Regions from separate parts of the Gossypium hirsutum genome. Here region 2 is linked to region 1. The links are chromatin contacts, called in public Hi-C maps. All regions are on one chromosome and are shown on one strand. The core of a region is the stretch at or near the end of the contact, and the rest is flanking DNA. Distances in the headings are between cores, read along the strand shown.

Evidence for each region. A called contact is a pair of places that touch in the nucleus more often than the background predicts.
Region 2: a contact with region 1 is called in a Hi-C map of leaf, with 2.5 times the contacts expected there. The contact joins the promoter of LOC107886429 here to the promoter of LOC107942777 in region 1. A contact is called at or near these places in 4 of 34 Hi-C or Micro-C datasets (callus and leaf).

The regions. Positions count from the first base shown.
Region 1 is chrA03:75,702,574-75,709,047 of Gossypium_hirsutum_v2.1, forward strand. LOC107942777 (putative disease resistance protein RGA3) reads left to right here and starts at 3,694. Exons shown (of 1, transcript XM_016876495.2): 1 at 3,694-6,474. The coding sequence starts at 3,921. It overlaps LOC107942780, which reads right to left and starts at 450. Exons shown (of 8, transcript XM_016876500.2): 1 at 95-450. The coding sequence starts at 284.
Region 2 is chrA03:76,404,203-76,410,676 of Gossypium_hirsutum_v2.1, forward strand. LOC107886429 (histidine kinase 3) reads left to right here and starts at 3,751. Exons shown (of 12, transcript XM_016810386.2): 1 at 3,751-5,248; 2 at 5,672-5,953; 3 at 6,251-6,420. The coding sequence starts at 4,760.

The DNA.
Region 1 (6,474 bases), core at 2,444-4,943:
AAACACCATTTCCAAACTGAAAAAAGAAGCAGCCATCAGACAAAAAACAGAACAGAAAATTGAAGAAAATCAGGGAAAGGGACCGCAGAAGTACTGATAGTGCAAGTGATAAGAAAACCAGAGTGAGAACGTTGAAGCAAAGAAGAAGGAGCCTTGTAATCGAAGCGAGGAATGCTTATAACTTTAGCGTGTTGCTCCCATGGAGTCATTGAGCTTTCGCTCTCTTCTTCATCCTTCTTTGAAACCAAGTTCAGTTCTCTTCTTTCTTCTTCTTCGTCACCCATTTTCTATTGCACCTCCTACCCAAAAAGTCCCTCTTAAAACCCTATCGTCTCTCACTTTTGTACTTATTTCAGGGACAATATTTGATAGTTGTTTAGAGGGTTTTCTTTCTTTCGCTTTTATGAAACCAAACTCTCGTATCGTTGCAAGAGAGCATCGATTGCTTAGGGTTTTGTTTGTTAGTTATTTTTATTTATATTCGACGTATCCTCAAATAATTTGTATTTTAAAAAAGGTTTAATGCTCAATTTAGCCTTCGAATTATGCTTATTCTCACTTTGCTACTTAAATTTTTTTATTTTAAATTGGTACTTAAACTATCATTCCGCTATTTAGTTTAATTTATTTTTCTAACAATGTTAAAAAAACGAATTACCACATTATGCCAATAAGAATAACAGCTTTTAATCAATCATAATGTGTCACGAAACACTTAGACTTATTTAAAATAAAAACATCAACTCACGATTGATCGACTTTAATTGTTCACGTGACACTGTTAAAACACGCCACATCACCTTTCTTTTTAATATTATATATAATATATTTTTTAAAATATAAAAAAATCATATATAATATATAAAATAAATCAAAAAAGTTTTAAAAAATCTAAAATATACAAATATATATTAAAATCAAAACATTATATAAAAATTGAAAATTTTTATAAAATTATATAAATGCATTCAACTTTTAAAAAATTTCAAAAGAAAACTTAAATTTTCAAAAATATATATATTCTAAAAATTTTGTCATAAATTTTATTTTTTCAAAAAACTCTAAATTTTAAATTTTCAAATATATATATCTAAATTTCCAAAATAGACAAATTTCGTCAAATATATAGTTTTAAATGTTTAGAAATATATATATTAATTTTAGAATTTAGATTTTTTTGAAAAAAAATAAATTTATGACAAATTTTCAATTTTTATATAATATTTTGATTTTTCTAAAATTTAAATTTATATATTTTAAAATTTTATTTTATTTTTAAACTTTTTTAAAAAATTTAAAAATTTTATATTATATATGATCTTTTACATTTTTAACAATATATTATATAATATTTAAAAAAAAGAAGGGTAACATGACACGTTCCATTAGCGCTACGTTGACAATTAAAGTCAGTCAATGGTAGTAAATGACTGGTTAATATTTTATTTTAAATAAACATAAGTGTCACATGGCATATTATTTGATTGGTTTAAAGGTGCCATGTGACATTTTTATTAATGTCATTTGGCAATAAAATTTTTTAACACTGTTAGAAAATAATTGGTTGAATTGGGCAACGGAATAATAATTTAACTATCAATCTGGGACAAAAAAAATTTAAGCCAAAGTAAAAAAATAGACATAGTTAGGAGGCGAAGTTGAGCATTAAGCCAAAAAAAAAAATATATATATATATATAGTTAAATTTAGAAAATAAAGGGTAAATTCCACATTTCGTCACCTAATTTTCATAAGTTTTCATTTTGGACACTAAAATAAAGTTTGCGATGTTACTATATATTTTGATCATTTTAGTCACCCATTGTTAATCTGTTATTACGTACGCTCATTTTAGTCATGCAATCTTAATAAATTTTCATTTTGATCATTTATTTTATTTTTTATTTTTTTAAAAAGAATAAAGAAAATTAATTCTAAAGAATAAATTGAGAGACCAAAATGAAAAAAAGTACTAAAATTAGTTGACTAAGGCTTCGTTTGGATGGGCGATTGACTGCGGTGAGGTGCGTTTGGCTTATTTTTTGTCTCACGTTACAGTATCACTACAGTATCTAATCTCACCGCCACCGCTGTTTTTACACTAACCGCAACTAAAAGTACCGCCCATCTAAACTCACCCTAAGACATGTATATAATGACAAATTAATGGCGGTTGAGTAAAATGATAAAAATATGTAAACACGGTGCCCCATTTTACAAATTCTTTTTCAATGTCCAAAACACATGGGTTGCATTAAATATAAAAACTTAAAAACACATGGGTTGCAAATTCTTTATGTTAGTTGGATGTAGTTTAACTAAAAAATAAAAAAACTTTAAGAAAAAAAAAAGTAAGATCTATTTTGGCAAAGCAAACATATGGGTTGCATTAAAATAATTATTTTCAAAATGGAGATTAAAACAATAATGTCATTTTGTAAGAAATTTACGATACATTTAGTTCACTGGAATAGAATAGGACTGTAATGAAATAGAGTTATAATTAATAATTCAATTGTTTAGTTGAGTAGAATAAAATAGAACTATACTAATATTCTTGTATTTGATTGAATAGAATAAATGTTATAATAGCATAAGGAAAAAAATTGAAATGATCAAAGTAACCTTAAAAGAGTTTTTTTTTATTATAATTTAATCATAATTTAATATAATTATTATTTAATATAATTATTATTAAATATAATTTAATAAAAATAAAAAAATAAAAAATATTATTAATATAATTATTTTTATTAAATTAAATTAAAATATTTTATTTTAAATTATATTTTGAAATAAAATATTTTATTAAACTATGTTAAAATATCTCAAATATTTTGTTTTTATATTTTATGAGTACAAGCTTTAAAGGAGTAATGTGGAAATTAAATTTGTTTTGTTATTCAAGATTGCATGAAATAGTCATTCTTTGGTCATACAATTAGGGGTGAGCAAAATTCGATTCAACTCAAACAAATAAAAAATAAAAAATTCGAATTTCGAGTTAAATGAATCTAGTTATTTGAATTAATTGAGTTATTCGAGTAAACTCGAATTTTTTTCGAATTTCGAGTTCAAATCAAGTTTGATTTTTGAATTTGAATAACTCAAATAATTTTAATAAACTGAATATCAAACTATAATAATTTACATTATTACCCCAAACTCCTAAATCTCTTCACTTTCCTTCCAAAACTTTTACTTTCTCCCACTTTTCCCCCATAATTTTTGCTCCCTTCCCATCCCACCCCACCCCCTTCTACCCCAAACCCATTCTCCCCCCTTTTAATATTTCTCTCCCCAAATTTAACTTCGGTTCGAATTCCATCTCACTCGACTCGATTCGAAAAAATTTTGAACCGAGTTAGGATGATAAAATATGAATCATTAACTCGAAAATTTTTTCATTCGATTCGATCGAACGCTCACCTATGGAAGGACAAAAAATGAGGATGATTAGTGCTATTCTATTCCCTTCAACCAAACACGGTATTAATGATTGAAGTTTCATCCTGTTACTGTAGTAATCGATTCATTCGATTTTAATGGAATCCTTCATTTTGATGCACATATTTCGTAGTTGTCATCTCTAAGATTGAGTTTGTCCCTTTTGACACGGCTGGATTGTGGGGTATTTTCCACAACCACTTAAAAGCATAAATAAAGGTCAAGCATGTTGTTGTCTTACCCATCTGGGGCCTAATTAAAAATGGGTTTCTTACTTGCTATGAACTTTCCATGTTATCCTCCTCATAGATTATTTTAATCATTAAACTAGACTTGATAACATAGCCAGCTAATCTAATTTGAAAATGAAATTGATGTCAACCCTTTGTATTTATGGCTAAACTGCTTACCAGATCAACAAAAGGTTTGCATTTTAACCATTGCTGCTGTTAGTGTTTTACGAGAAGAGAAGAATGGCAGAAGCAGGTTTGTTCAACATAGCTGATGGGATCCTGGGAAAGATAGGCAACCTTGCCCTCCAGGAAATGGGATTGGTGTGGGGTGCCAAAGAACAGCTTGAGAAACTGAAAAACACAGTTTCCACCATTAAAGCTGTACTTTTGGATGCAGAGGATCAGCATGCCAAGAGCCATGAGGTTAGGGATTGGCTTGGAAAGCTTAAAGATGCAGTTTATGATGCAGATGACCTGTTGGATGATTTTTCAACTCATGTTCTGAAACGTCAACAGGGGAAAAGGGGAAAACAGGTAAGCTTTCTATTCTCAAAAGTTAGTCAAGTAGCTTACAATCTTAAGGTAAGTCATCAAATCGAGGCCATTAGGGAGAGATTAGATGCAATAGCTGCTGATAAAATTAAATACCACTTTACGGACCGATCCCCTATAAGCATACCACTTGTAAATGTTGAGAGGAAGCAGACACATTCGTTTGTCCGAAAGGAAGATGTAGTTGGGAGACAAGGTGACAAAGATGCCATCATGAAAAGGTTGTTGGAGAGTAATGGCGTTGACAATGTTTCAGTGATACCAATAGTTGGGATAGGGGGACAAGGCAAGACCACTCTAGCTCAACTAGCGTACAATGATGAGAGAACTGTGAAGCATTTTGAGTTGAGGATGTGGGTGTGTGTTTCCGATGTTTTTGATGTGAAAATGATAGTTGGGAAGATTTTGGAGTCTGCTACTAGTTCCAAGTATGAAAGTCTTGAGATGGATTCCTTGCAAACTCACCTTCGTAAAAGGATCGATGGCCGGAAATACTTACTTGTGTTAGACGATATGTGGAATGATAGTCGGGAGAGGTGGCTGAATTTGGCAGATTTGTTGATGAATGGTGCAAGGGGGAGTAAGATAATTGTCACTACACGTGCTCAACTGGTTGCTTCCATTACAGGCACAAGCCAGCCTTACCTGTTGGAAGGCCTTCCAGAAGACATGTCGTGGTCCTTGTTCGAAAAAGTGGCATTTAAAGAAAGCAAAGAGCCAAACGATTCAAGATTAGTAGCAATTGGGAAGGATATTGTCAAAAAATGTGCCGGTAATCCCCTCGTGATAAGGACCATAGGTGGCGTTCTTTATACCAAAGATACTGAAACCGAGTGGCTCTCTTTAAAAGAGAGGCAATTGTCAATGGTAACTCGAAACGAAGATGATGTATTATCTGTACTGAAGTTAAGCTATGAACAACTGCCATCCTATTTAAAACAGTGCTTTGCTTACTGTTCATTGTTTCCTAAGGACTATGAGATAAACAGGCAAATGCTGATTTCACTTTGGATTGCGGAAGGGTTTATACAATCATTGCAGGGAATTCAATGCCTCGAGGAATTGGGGGACCAGTATTTCATGGATCTCCTCAGGCGGTCCTTTTTTCAAGATGTGGAATATGATGAATGGGGCAATGTAATAAGTTGCAAACTGCATGACCTCATGCATGACCTTGCTCAATTAATTGCAGGGAGTGACTGCTCCATGGTAGATCTGGATTGTGAAAACATATCTGAAAGAACTCGTCATGTGTCATTGAGTGCCGAATTAGATTCATCCTGGAAAATCCCAACCACTTTGCTCAACGCAAACAAAATACGGACATTTCTTCTTCCAATGCAACCTATTCATCGTGTAGTTTTGGACAAGGTTGATCATGAAGCAATCATTTCAAGTTTTAGGCTTATGCGTGTATTGGATCTACACAATACCGGGCTTAACATCCTGCCGAGGATCATTGGTAAGTTGAAACATTTGAGGTATCTTGATCTCTCCAAGAATGAAGTCATCAGAAAACTCCCAAGTTCCATTACTGAGTTGCTTAATTTGCAGACACTAAAAATCTATTCTTGTAAGAGATTAGAACAGCTTCCGAGAAAATTAAGTAACATGATTAGTCTTAAGCATCTTGAAACTGGTCAATGTACTGGTTTGACACATATGCCATCTGGGATTGGGCAGCTAACTTCGCTTCAAACATTAACACGATTTGTAGTAGGCACGAGTTCCTTCGAAATGGCCAGTGGAGGTCTAAGGGAACTGAAAGACCTAAATGAGCTGAGGGGAGAACTAATGATAGCAAAGCTGGAAAATTTGAGAAATGTTGCAGCAGAATGCAAGGAAGCAAACTTGAAGGAGAAACAACACCTTGAGGTGTTGACTTTAGATTGGAGCCGAGAAGTTAATAATCATGTAAGTTTTGAAGAAGATGAAGCATTGTTGGAAGGCCTGCAGCCACATTCAAATCTTCAAGAGTTTCACATTTATGGATATAGAGCTGAAAGGTTCCCAAAGTGGATGAGCTTTGACATGGCTTTGCTAGTCCCAAACTTACTTGAAATCACCATATGGAATTGTATTAAATGCATACATCTCCCGTTGTTCAGTCGGCTTCCCAAGCTTAAGGTGCTCAGGCTTGAAGTGATAACTGCTGTCGAATACATTGAAGATAGCAGTGCCGAGTCTTCATCTTTCTCATTCAAGGGAAATCCAATGAATAGAGGAAGAGAAGGTAAAGAAT
Region 2 (6,474 bases), core at 2,501-5,000, 700 kb after region 1:
TAAGCTTGGACAAATATGGCTCAAGTCAACCTTGATATTCCTGCAACCTAAAAGTATGAAGACCAAACTCATAACCCTCAATCTCAAATGACTCAAACTTAACATAATTCCTCTATAACCGCCTATTAACCAACTTTATAATCCTTACAATCCATAAGATCTTTACTATCAACATTATAATGTATACCTAAACTATGCACCACCAAGATATTATGCCTCATACCCCAACTAAAGCTTGTTTCCACCTCCTCCACTAGTACCATCGTAGTCCACTTCAAAGGAACAAACCATACAAAATCCTAATACTAACTCCAATCAATTCACCAAAATGCAAAAAGAAAATTAGGTCTCTCGAAAAGTAACTTTTGACACAACAACAATTTAATCAACAATAGTATGAGTAACAAGAACAATTTATTTTATTTTTGAGAGAAAAAAGTATTTCTCCTAAGCTAAAAATTGGCTCAAAAGTACTTTTTTCAGAAGTTGAAAATTTTAACTTTTCCTTAGAATTTTTTTTCCAAAAGTATTTTTGAAAAATATTCCTAAACTAGGCCGTACTCTAATAAGCCTTTCGCCCCAAAATTTGTGACCTTCAAAATTATTTCCTGAAAAAAAAACTAAATTGTAGAAGTAAAGGGAAAAAAAGCTTTCAGTTGATGCATATGGTGCAAATAAAGAATGTTATATAACAACAATTTTAATTGTCTAATGACTTAAATGAAAACTTTTAAATAGTGACTATGTAACTTTTTAAAATTGAATGACGAACACATAAAATTATTAATAATATCAATTAGAATAATTTTTAAAAATGAATAATATATACTCTTTTATTTAATATTATTGTATTGCTATGGAGAAAAAGAAGAGCTTTTACGAACTCACATAAAACTAAAAGCCCCGACGCAAGCGTCCAGAAAAGGAAAAAGACAGGCAGCTGCAAATAGATGAATAAATGAAGGCAAAGTCATTATAGAGTTGAAAACGTGGGAGGTTTTGATTGGCTATGAGGAAGAGGGAAGTCGATAAGCCAGAGAGACCGACTCTAATGGCGTGTTTGGATAGATTTATCTTCGTTCCATTATTTTTCATTAATTAATAAATCATTATTTATAAGTTAAATTTAAATTTAGTACGAGTTTTATACATTTAAATTTTCTATTAATAGAAAAAAGTAATTGAGTGGATCTTATCCAGTGTTTGAATAGAAAATTTAAAAAAAAAAATTATATCAAGATTTTTAAAATTTTAAAAATAAATTTAATTGTTTAAGTAAAATTAATTAAGAAATTGAACATTTTTGATGAATTTTAATAGAGAATTTAAGTGGCATAAATTGCTTTCTCAAATTCTATTTAAATATGTGTTTTTCCATTATTTTATTTTTACTCTGCATGCTCTGCTATGAAAATTTTTTTTTTATATATTATTTACTTAATTTTAATATATATCTTAAAATTTTATTTATTAAAAATATTTATAATTTTTTTACAAATCTAATCACATCCACATTAAATATTTTATATATTACTATTTTAATAATTTATAAAATTATAATAACCCAAACAATCATTAATAAAAAGAGGAAGTGAGCTGTCCAGTAATATTTGATGGCCTACTCACCACTTTAGTGACATTGCCTTGATTAAAGTCTGCCCCCGCTTTTTATTTTTTTTAACTGCCCTTAATTACTCTTTTACTACTACATTATCGCTCATTCATATTTCTTTTTATTTACAAAAATAATCTAATTTCTTTGAAACCTTTTAGTATTTAGTATATCTCATTACCATTAAACAAAACATAAAACTCTCTCCATATTTACAAAACATTTTATTTGACAAATCATTTAATTAATTAATTTTTTTTCATACTATAAACTAGGGGAAAGAGATTAATAATTGACTTATCATTACCCGTCAGTTTTCCTTACAGATTATCATTGTCAAACGTGTAATTCAGTGGAGTTTCAATTTAAACTGTAGACCAATTTTTTTTAAATTTATAATTTAAAATCCAGTTTTAATTTCAAAAATTTGTTCGTTCTCATTCAACCATATGATTTATTTTAATGAAAAACGAGTTTCATTCTTACACTTACTTTTAGATTTTATTTGTTGAAAAAATGTAAAATGAAGATTTTATTAATTAGAAGATTGAGGTTTATAATTCAATTAAAAAAAAACAATTCATTTTCTACTTGTTTAATCATTAGTTTTTAACATTTTTTTTAAATCAAGATGTTGATTATTAGTAGTAGTGATTAATCTTAGTCGTAAGTGTTTTTTAAAAAGGTAAAAAACTGACCATGAAATGTATTTAATTCTCATGGGTAGAGATCAAACTCTTTATCTATGTATCTATTATCTCTGGCTTTAATTGAGTTGGTGCCACTCATCAATCAAATTTTAATTTAGTTGAGAAATTACTAAAAATACATTTCTTTTCTATAAAGTAAGTTATATTATAATGAGAGCATTTTTGTCCATTTAGAATTTTATAAATCAATTAAAATTTATACACAATAAAATTTAAACAAAAAAAAACACTATAAATTTAAAATTTGCATTTCAAGTTTCAACCAAAACATCATAAACTTTTAATAAGTATATTTTGTTACATAATATTTTTTCATCTATATTATGAGTGTCATATTTTAGTTATACTTAAAATTTCTAATATAATTGGTGTCACAAATTAATTGAATTGGATTTTAAATATTGGACTTTATCATTTTAATTAAATTTTCATTTAATTTTTTATATAAATTTTTAATAATATATTCTTATGAATGTACCATAATTTAATATATATTATTTTTCAACGTCCTTAAACATACAAATGGAAAAAAAAACTCAAAAAAATTATTTTTAATTTTTTTTAGAAAATTATATTTGTTTTATGAATAGCACATAAACTAACACATTGTCAATAAATCATAAGATGTTAATTAAAAACTATTTATTTATTTATTTATTATACTTTTAAATGGTTAATTTATTTATGGATGATGCAAAATAGTATTGATTTAAATATATAAAACAAGGTAGTTTTATATCTTTTCATAATTATTCTTATGGATATTTTAACAATTTAACCAGAGGCGAAGTCAGGGGTTGGCATGCGCCCCGCCCCCCCTAAAATGTAAATTGTTCTTTTAGCCCTTAAAATGTTTTAAAAAATTTAAATTAATAAATGTAAAATTACACTTTGGCCTCCCCTAAAATTATAAAAATTCGATTTAATCCTATACAAATTATAAAGATATAAACTATAAAAAATTAAAATTTTATCTGGCCCCCTAAATATTTATTCTGGCTTCGCCCCTGAATTTAACCATTGGATTTTTCAATATATTTGTTCTTGTCATATAAGTGAACTTTTGAATCGACCAATATTTTTATTATATTGATCTAAAATATTATCTATATTAATATATATTTAGTTGTTTGAAATTTTTTTCATAAAATAAATAGTTAAAAAATTTAATTTGTGCCGAACTTAACATAGATGATTGAAGAATGAATATGACGATTGAATTGATATAATATTAATCATATAATTGTGTAAAACTATTTTATTTTACAACTATATAAATGATAATTAAATATAAAAAATATGGTTTTCTCATTTTATGCTGGGGGAGGTTCCAACTTTTATTAATTGAATTAGTTAATAAATTAAAAGGGGAAAAAAGAAAGAATAAGATAAGGTTGCATTAGTGCAACAGTGATAGTAGTAGAAAATGAAATGTTAAATTAAATACATTTGTAAGCATTGAATTTAAATTTATATTATTTTTGTTGAGAAAATAGTAGTAGTATTATTAAATTAGGGGGGGTTGGGGTGTCGTGAATGGTATGGGTAGAGATAATGGCCTATGCTAGCAGACATTTCTACAACCATATTCTTCTCATCTTCCTTTCATAGATTCTCTCAATCGTAGATGTCCATTAGTCCTACTCTTCTTATGTTCTTCTTTTCCCTCTTCAACTACAGCAGCAAAGTGTCATCTTTAGTAAATAATAAGATTACTTTGTACTAAAAATCAGCTCGAAAATTCTGTTGATAGATCTCAACAGGGTGTTGTTACAGGTGAAGTTTGGGTCTGGGGGGTCAAACAATAAAACCCACATGTTTAATTGCTGTCTTGGTGCTTGATTTTAGGAATTTAAGGATTTCCTGTCAGATTCTTTTGGCTTGAGGGAAGATTATGTTAGCTAAGTTTTTATTGATTTGATATCCAGTTTTGGAACCCTTTTGGTTTTCTGGACATTTTGGCCTAGTCTTTTTCTTGTTCTGGGATTTGGGTGGTGGTTAGAAAATTGAAACTCAGAATCTAGAGGGATTCTTTCATTCTCTCTATTTCTCTTTTTCTTTTATGGTAATTTTGAAAAATTTCCATGGTCTTCCTCAATTCAAGGTCCTATATCTTGCATTTCTCAGTTATTAGAGGGTGTAGTGCTGGATAAGATGGCATCTTTTGTTTTTTTTCTTTCCCGCACGGTTACAACACCTTCTGTCTTGTAGTCAATTTGGAGTTTGCTGGGTTTTTTTTAAAATATTTTATTCTCTTATCCCAAGGTTCTTGAGGTTTTCTGGAGATGTTGGATTTTACTAGACAGTTTTCTATAGATTTGACAATGGGTCTCTCTCTTTTCTAGCTGGAATAAACAAGCAGGTAAGACCCACTTTCAGGCTAAGGGGGGGGGTTACTGTTTGCTTAGTTAGCTGGTAATTGGTCACTGTTTCTTGGATGAGTTTGCTTCATGTATTTGGGTTTGGTTTAAAGGTGGGGCATCTGGTTTGGATGTTATGTTGCTGGATAGCATCTATGATTTCAATGAACTGGTCCATTAATGGTGAATTTAAGGACCCCAAGGCTGGTCTCCTTGGTGATAGTGGTAGCAAGATGTGGTTCAAATGTTGGGATGAAATCTCAAAGTATAGCTTCAAGATCCACCATCAGTACTACCAGTATATTGGTTCCAAGAGAGTTGGCAAGTCTTGGTGGAGAAAGCTCTTGTTTTCATGGGTAATTGGTTGGACCTTGGCTTCTATTTGGATCTTCTGTTGTATGAGCTCTCAAGCTACCGAAAAGCGCAAGGAGATGCTCGCTAGCATGTGTGATGAGAGAGCTAGGATGTTGCAGGATCAATTTAATGTCAGCATGAACCATATCCAGGCTCTCTCTATTTTGATCTCAACTTTCCACCATGGGAAATACCCATCTGCTATTGATCAGGTAATCCATATCCTCTTCTTCCAACTTTTTCTTAGCATTTTTTTTGTGCTTGATTGCGAATTGTTTAGTGTCTTCTTTGCCTTGTGCTCAAATCAAACTGTGAAATCTTGTTGCTCTTTTTTTGTTTTTTTTTTTAAATTTACTATGAAATTCAATCTAATTGCCAATTAAATTGATCTAGGTTAATCTTGGCTTCTCATTTGATGTGATTGATTGCCTGTGATTATACATTTTCAACTATAATGGTTGCTCCTGAATTTTAGATCAAATTGGAATTTTGGCAACTTGATACATGTTCCTCCTTCAGTATGTTAAGCGTGGTTATTTAACATTACACCAAAGAGATATATGTGTGTTCTAAGTTATGAATTATGATCACTTGTGTTTTATTCAACAAAGGAAACTCACTCTAAGAACCTGTAGAGGACTTTTGCGAGGTACACAGAACGAACTGCTTTTGAGAGGCCCCTCACAAGTGGGGTGGCATATGCTGTAAGGGTGCTCCACTCTGAAAGGGAACAATTTGAGAGGCAACAGGGCTGGACTATTAAGAGGATGGATACCCTTGAACAAAATCCAGTTCATAAGGATGACTATCATCCCGACTTCTTGGAACCGTCGCCAATTCAGGAAGAATATGCTCCTGTTATCTTTGCCCAGGATAGCGTTTCACATGTGGTTTCTATTGATGTGCTGTCTGGAAAGGTGAGTTTCTTTACTATTTTCTAAAAGGTTCTAGTGATTCCTTCAGTTGCCGTGGTCCATAGTGATGAAATTCACTGGAAGTTATGCTATTCCGATTTAAAGAAAATAACATAGAGGAGAAACCTTACTTTTATTAAGCATAGCAAGATTAAACCAACTAACTTTATAACTTCCTAGGTTGAAAGAATACCAAGTGTTTTCAATTTTTTAAGAGCTTGAGACTTTTTCAAGAAATAATATTGAGTCTGTTCATTACAATCTTCAGTTGTGAATCTTTAGTCTCTTGCATATCAACAGGAGGATCGTGAGAATGTATTGCGGGCAAGAAAATCAGGAAAAGGCGTGCTCACAGCTCCTTTTAGATTACTCAAAACAAATCGTCTTGGAGTTATTTTGACATTTGCAGTATACAAGAGGGATCTTCCCTCAAATGCAGCTCATAATGAGAGGATTCAAGCAACTGACGGGTATGTTTTCAGTAAAAACAAAAAAAAGTAGGCACAAATATTTAATCAATGTCT